Linked DNA regions of Mus musculus: region 2 is linked to region 1. The links are chromatin contacts, called in public HiChIP or PLAC-seq maps. All regions are on one chromosome and are shown on one strand. The core of a region is the stretch at or near the end of the contact, and the rest is flanking DNA. Distances in the headings are between cores, read along the strand shown. Region 1 overlaps Abr (active BCR-related gene). Region 2 has its middle 16 kb from the start of Abr.

Evidence for each region. HiChIP or PLAC-seq counts read pairs in DNA pulled down with a chosen protein or histone mark.
Region 2: an HNF4G HiChIP or PLAC-seq map of pancreatic cancer cells shows a contact between it and region 1. The contact joins two enhancer-like sites. A contact is called at or near these places in 1 of 484 Hi-C or Micro-C datasets (nephron progenitors), 10 of 115 datasets of contacts at active chromatin or transcription factors (CD8 T cells, the HPC-7 cell line, bone marrow-derived macrophages and 6 more) and 4 of 9 other capture datasets (adipose tissue, bone marrow-derived macrophages, macrophages and 1 more).

The regions. Positions count from the first base shown.
Region 1 is chr11:76,477,742-76,481,052 of GRCm38.p6, reverse strand. It overlaps Abr (active BCR-related gene), which reads left to right. Exons shown (of 23, transcript NM_198895.2): 4 at 1,873-2,058. Among named protein-coding and RNA genes, the nearest start is that of Timm22, 72 kb to the right of the region's middle. Within about 2 kb of position 1,737, at least 150 of the 459 cell types and tissues checked have an H3K27ac peak or open chromatin away from gene starts, as enhancers often do. A contact at or near this core is called in CD8 T cells, bone marrow-derived macrophages, macrophages and 3 more, where this site is marked.
Region 2 is chr11:76,585,284-76,588,955 of GRCm38.p6, reverse strand. It overlaps a transcript of Abr not described here. Among named protein-coding and RNA genes, the nearest start is that of Abr, 16 kb to the right of the region's middle. Within about 2 kb of position 1,490, at least 177 of the 459 cell types and tissues checked have an H3K27ac peak or open chromatin away from gene starts, as enhancers often do. A contact at or near this core is called in CD8 T cells, bone marrow-derived macrophages, macrophages and 3 more, where this site is marked.

The sequences.
Region 1 (3,311 bases), core at 488-2,987:
ACTCAGAAATCTGCCTGCCTCTGCCTCCCGAGTGCTGGGATCAAAGGTGTGCACCACCACACCCGGCTCTTTATTATTTTTTGAAGATTTATTTACCATCTTTATATGTATGTGTCTTCATGAGTTTATGTGCACTGCATGCATGCTCAAACTAGAGGCAAGAAGAGGATGTCAGATCCCCTGGAACTGGAGTTACAGGTGGTTGTGAGCTACCATGTGGGTGCTAAGGACTGATCCCATGTCCTTTGCAAGAGCAGGAAGCAGTCTTAACCACTGAGTCATCTCCAACCCCTAGATATTCTATGTAATGTGTGACTTTTGAGATTCACTCTTCCTATTGGTTCTTTTGAGAAGGTAATACCACTTCAGTCCCACACATGAGCCTGCTAGTAAAGAGATGATACACCCAGAAATGGGGAGTGACTTGCTTCCAACTAGTAAATGGCAGACTCTGGCTGCAGCCCATACTGCCTGCCCTGACCAAGATTGAATCCCATCCTGTTTTTTAGCAAGAACCTGTTACTAAAGGTTACTTGGTTCTAGTGCCAGGAGGGTCAGTGGGTCTTCTTGGGCCTGGCTTTGTCTTGTTTCCGGACTTTGTAGAATGTAGAGGACAAAGAAAGTCAACAGTTGGACATTGTCTGGATATATGAGACTTGGGCTTAGCCACTGTCATCAGGAAGATGGAGTACAGTTAGGATGGAAGGCTGGCCTCTGTGATGAACCCAGGTTGGCTGTCATAGCACTGAAGGAGCCATTGGTAGCTCTGCTTCCCTCGGTGTAGGTGATCTCACGGCCCAGCACCTCAGCTGTTAACTCTCACACTCTCTCCTGGAATGCTTCTCTCCTTAGTCGGCCCACAGCCTCATCCTGTGTGTCGCTGACAGCTCTGGTGAGTCCATGCTGACTCTGTCGTCTCCCACTGCTCCCAGGTCTGCAGGGAAACCCTTTCCATACTGCCTTAAGGTTGTAGGCTGTTCTCCCTTGCCTATGTGTGCCTTCCCTGTCCATATTTCTACACCCTGTCTCTTGCTGGGCCATTGCCCAGTCACTGCCAGGGACAGTCACTGCCCCTTCCACTGAGGGTGCTGGTGATCTTGGTATAGATGAGCAAGGATGACTAGCTGCTTTCATTTTCATGTCAACAGGCATTGAGAAAGAGTCTTGTGACCAAAACCACACTCAGTGGGAAAGATCATCACGCTCGCTTAGTAATGTCTGCATGTCTGCCACGGATGTGGAAAGTAGGAGGGTGGCATGTATGTACCCGTTCCTCTCTGAGCTAACATTGGTTTCTTTTTTGAGACTGGCTCTCACTGTGTTGCCCAGGCTGGCCTGCAATCCTCCTGCCTCAGCCTCTGGAGTGCTTCCAGTACAGATCTGGCTTGAGCTAGTGTTGAATCTCTCTTTGGTTTTACCTCCTGAGTACTAGAACTGCCTTCTGTTTCTCAAAAGGAAACAGCCAAGGAGCTGGCCTCCCAGGTAACACTGTCCCACTGAAGCATGACAAGGAGGCTTATGACTGGGGCCTGAGGCCATTGTGGAAGAGACTAGGAACCTGCTCAATGGACCAGTGAACACACACAAACGAGCCAGGGGTTGTGAGCTAAGGTTGTGTTGGGGAAGGGAAGTGCTGTGGCTACTATGTCAGATCGCTGCTGCCAGGTTCCCTCTCTCTGCATGTGGCTTGTTGGGACCTGTGACAGCAGCTCTGAGAAATCGTGTTTCAGGTGCTCTGACTTCAGCGGCCCTGCCTAGGCAGAACTTGGGCGGCGCTGCATGTAATCAGTGTCACAATCTGCCCAGGACCTGCCAACGAACGCTCTGGTTCATTCATCACCACCTTTGTACTTTGTTCCTCTTCCTCTTCAGCCCATGAAACCCCTGAAGGCCACAGCCACCACCTCCCAGCCTGTGCTCACCATCCAACAGATTGAGACCATCTTCTACAAGATCCAGGACATCTACGAGATCCACAAGGAGTTCTACGACAACCTCTGCCCCAAGGTGCAGCAGTGGGACAGCCAGGTCACCATGGGCCATCTTTTCCAGAAACTGGTGAGTCTCCCATGAGGGCATGTCTCTATGGCAGACTGGTGTTAGAACTGGTCACTCTAGCCCTCTTGAGGCCTGGGTCACCTCCAAGCCCTTGGAGGCCGGTCTGGACCTGGGTTCTTTAGGGCAATTGGACTTGGATCCTCAACCCCAGCCCCCATCCTAGTGGAGCCTTGAAAGTGCTTCTAGAGAGAGCGGCAGAGCCAGGTCCTGTGTGTGAATGTTCCTGGGGAATGCTGGCTTTGTCTGCATGGGAGTCCTTTGAGCACTGGAATGGAGCTTCCTCTGCCAGGACGCAGGTCCCTCTGTCACTCCATGGACAGAGAAGTGTGTGAGGAGGCTGCAGGAGGATGACGCTTACCTGAGACCTTGGAAGGCTGTTGCATCCCAGTGCTGCCTTTACAAAGTGAAGCAGTTGGCTGGATATGGTCCTAACTAACAGTTGGTTCCAGAGTAGAGAGTATCAGCCGGTGTTACCTGCTGCTGTTCACAGGAGAAGAGCACAGGTTTAATGTTGGAGGATGTTCACAGAAGTCCTCTTGTTGCTAAGGCTTCCATGACACCCTCCCCCTTAGCTCTGCCTGAGCCTGCTTAGACCAAAACACTTCCTGACCTCTGTAGACCGTAAATGGTCTTCCCCATTTACCTGGCTTCTCTCCATCAGTGCCCAAGTTGGAATGACCTCAGAAAAGCCTTTCCAGGCCCCATGTTTGTCCCTCATGAACACTTATTTAAAATGCACCTGTCTTTCCCATCTTTACTGTGCCCACCAGTGTAAACTCTGGAACAGTTTGTATTTTCTTCTCATTAGACTCCCAGAACTAATGGACTCCACTGCTAGATGAACAAATGAGTGGATTGATAGACACATTATGAACTTTTTTGGGGCTGGAGAGAACTTGAATGTTGAAGGTGATACCTGTATCCTGACAGCCATGTTTTCAAGGCCACAAGTGTTGTAGGGACAAGCACAACCAGAGCTCGTCACAGCTGGGTTTGAATCCTGGCTTTGCCATAGGTGGTCCTGTGACAGCTTACCCTCCTGTTCTCAGCTTCCTTCTCCGTGAAGAGGGGTACCAGTAGCCACCTGGATGGTTGCAGGAGTGAGTTGATGCCTGAAAATGCCTGCTGCTGTTGCTGTTCTCATTACTGCTGTTTTAGGAAGAGGAAATCATGAGGCATTGTTTCCCAGAATGCTATAGTTCTGGTAGTTGGGGACCCAGCTGCTTCCCCTGGTGATCTTTCCCTGTCCACAG
Region 2 (3,672 bases), core at 241-2,740, 110 kb before region 1:
TAGCCCAGTGGTAGAGCATTTGTCCAAAAGCACAAACCCACAGCACCACAAAAACGAAAAACAATACCAAAAAAAAAAAAAATTAGCCTACGTGCTTCATACTCTCTGTGGCCTCCCGGGGATACATGAAATGTGTATAAAATGAGCAAATGACAGGATGCTAATTGTGGTGTGGCTTCTGAGCCAGCAGCTTGGGTGTTCTTTGTGGCAGAACCATGGCACATTGTATCTTTCAGTCCTCCTTTCACTCTCCCTGACACCTGCAGAGTTAGAGACGGGTTTTGTTTCCCAGAACAAAGCATTTGTAACCCTGATAACTTCTTCTTTTTTAAATGTATTTATTTATTATATGTAAGTAACTGTAGCTGTCTTCAGACATCTCAGAAGAGGGCATCAGATGATTGTGAGCCACCATGTGGTTGCTGGGATTTGAACTCAGGAACTTTGGAAGAGCAGTCAGTGCTCTCAAACACTGAGCCATCTCTCCAGCCCCCAACCCTGATAACTTCTAAGGCCTTTGTGCACCTTCACTGCCTTGCTTAGAAGAATGAGGGTCTGGGTAGGGAGTGAGTATGTCTTGTGCTTGTAGAATCAGGTGAGTCATATGGAAAGTCACCTTGTGTGTGTCTTGGGGCCATAATACTCTTTGGCAAGAGAAGAATCTCTTCCTTTTTTGGCCCTGAAGTCACACTGGAAATCCTCAGCAACTCAGCTGTGGCCAGATGTGCCCATGGGTACTGGAGTTGGGGTTAGCAGTCTTTGCAGAAGTCAGGGTTCCTGTCAGGCCTGGGAGGAAGTGTGGCCTGTGTACGTGTGTGGTTGTGTGTGTGTGTGTGGCTCCGAGAGAGTGAACATCTCTGTGGCAGCTTCCTCTTCTTGGCTTAACTGTGGTGGGAGACAAAGAGGGCCTCTTACTAAAACAACCCTGAAACCCCAGTGAAACACAGCTTCACTCTCCTAAAGGGCTCCCTGAAGAACTAACCCAAGCACTGAGGCTCTAGTCAGCCAGACGCAACAGCAGCGCATGTGCCTGTCTCCTCAGCCTGCAGAATGCTCTGATCTCATGGTTTTAGGGCACATTTGCCCCAACAATTAGAAGCTGAGGGGAAGAGAAGGCTTGGAGCCCAGGTCTAACGGAGTATATAAAGGAGCCCAGGAACTGCCTTCTGACCTTGCCTGTGCTGACCGCCTCCCCTCCACCAGGGAAGCCAAATCGAAGGATGCTGTCTATGGGAAGGCACTACCCACAGTTTTGAACTAGAACAGGGTCCAGGAAAGGAGACTTCCCAGCATCCTCCCTCCCTCTGCTGGTGGCCTGTGGCTACCATCATGTGATAAACATGTGGCTTCCTAGGAGAGAAGCTTGCACAATCACACAGAAATAGGAAACTGGGAGATAATCAAGTGTGGCACATAAAGAATTGGGCAATGAGTTGTCTAGAAGACTCTGGGTTTTGAGAAGGGAGCCAGGCTTCCTCTGAGTCATATCTGTCTCTGAGGAGGCCCTGAGAGCTTGAACTCTCTGAGTGGTCAAGAGGCCAGTGTTGTACTGTCCTCTGCCTGTTAGATAAAAGTTGGGTGTCGGGCTGGCCTGCTCTGGCAGAGATAGGCAGGGCCAGATTTGAGAGCCACGGGCTTATTGTTTCACTACCTCAGAGCCGATCAGTCAGGGCCTGGGTCCGATTGCTCTTAATTATCCACCATAATATGCTCCCTGGCACCCCCCAAAAGCAGGTGACTCCCGAGCCCTGCACAGGGCTCCTGCCCAGATGGCTCTGCAAGGGAACTGAGGTGCTGCCTCAGCCTTTGTGGCACTTCCAGTTCCTGTGTAGCAGGTTCTCAGAAGCGCAGGTACCTCCTTAGGAAAGTGAGTCACATGGTGTGATCCTCTCCCAGCACGTCATGCAGCCCCCACTGAGACCACTGAACAGAGAGTGTTCCAGAAAGTTCAAGCTTTGGGCAACAGAGACATGGAATTTGGAAAGGGGGGCTGGCTGAGGCAAGCTATGGAGCTATTAGCTCAGTTTCTTCCTGGGTTCTCCTGAGACACTTTTCCTCAGAATGTTCGTTGTGGGATGGGTGAGATGGCTCAGCCAGTACAAGTGTTGCTGTGCAGGTCTGAGGACTGAGTCCAGCCTTCAGAACCTACAATGGAAGGAGAGAACTGACACCCAAAAGTCGTCCTCTGATCCCTGGAATGTATGGTGGCACCTGTCTACCCAGCCACTCATCACACCCACACATACACAGGCACAGTATAAAAAAAAATTAAAATGTTCCTTACGTGGGCTGGTAGTGTGGCTCATTGGTAAAACATGTACTTAGTGACCCTGGAGTCTAAAAGTAGAGCTTTTTTTTTAACTTTATAATTCTTTCTTAGTTGAGCCTATGTCAGGCTATGTGAGAGAGCTGCCCTAATTAGGGTCACTCCGTGCCCTTATCACCAGGGACCCTCCAGGCACAGGCTTCATATCAGAAGACTTCAGAGGGTTAGACCTCATTTTAAGGAGAAAACATGGAAGTTTGTCTTTGTTCCTTTCTGGCTCTGCCAGTTCCCTTGACAAGCAGCTTAAGAACTCTACTGGTACTGGGCATGGAGGCACATCCTGTAATCCTAGACACGGTGTCTAGGACATAAATCTTGGTGACACTGGAGACACATTAACTAAAGGGCTTTTCAGTAACCGAATAGGGGAAATTGCTCCTGAGATCAGGCGTGCATTGGAGGGGAGAGGTCAGGCCTCTCTTAAGAAGAGCTGTGAATTCTGTTGGTTTTGCTGTAGTCACTTCTCTCCTCCATTGTTGGTGGGATTGCAAGCTTGTACAACCACTCTGGAAATCAGTCTGGCGGTTCCTCAGAAAATTGGACATGGTACTACCGGAGGATCCCGCAATACCTCTCCTGGGCATATATCCAGACGATGTTCCAACTAGTAAGAAAGAAACATGCCCCAGTATGTTCATAGCAGCCTTATTTATAATAGCCAGAAGTTGGAAAGAACCCAGATGTCCCTCAATAGAGGAATGGATAAAAAAAAATGTGGTACATTTACACAATGGAGTACTACTCAGCTATTAAAAAGAATGAATTTATGAAATTCCTAGGCAAATGGTTGGACCTGGAGGGCATTATCCTGAGTGAGGTAACCCAATCACAAAAGAACTCAAATAATATGTACTCACTGATAAGTGGATATTAGCCCAGAAACTTAGAATACCCAAGATATAAGTTACAATTTGCAAAACACATGAAACTCAAGAAGAACGAAGACCAAAGAGTGGACACTTGGCCCCTTCTTAGAATTGGGAACAAAACACCCATGGAAGGAGTTACAGAGACAAAGTTTGGAGCTGAGACAAAAGGATGGACCATCTAGAGACTGCCATATCCAGGGATCCATTCCATAATCAGCCTCCAAACGCTGACACCATTGCATACACTAGCAAGATTTTGCTGAAAGGACCCTGATATAGCTGTCTCTTGTGAGACTACACTGGGGCCTAGCAAACACATAAGTGGATGCTCACAGTCAGCTATTGGATGGATCACAGGGCCCCCAATGGAGGAGCTAGAGAAAATACCCAAGGAGCTAAAGGGATCTGCAATCCTATAGGTGGAACAACATTATGAACTAACCAGTACCCCAGAGCTCTTGACTCTAGCTGCATATG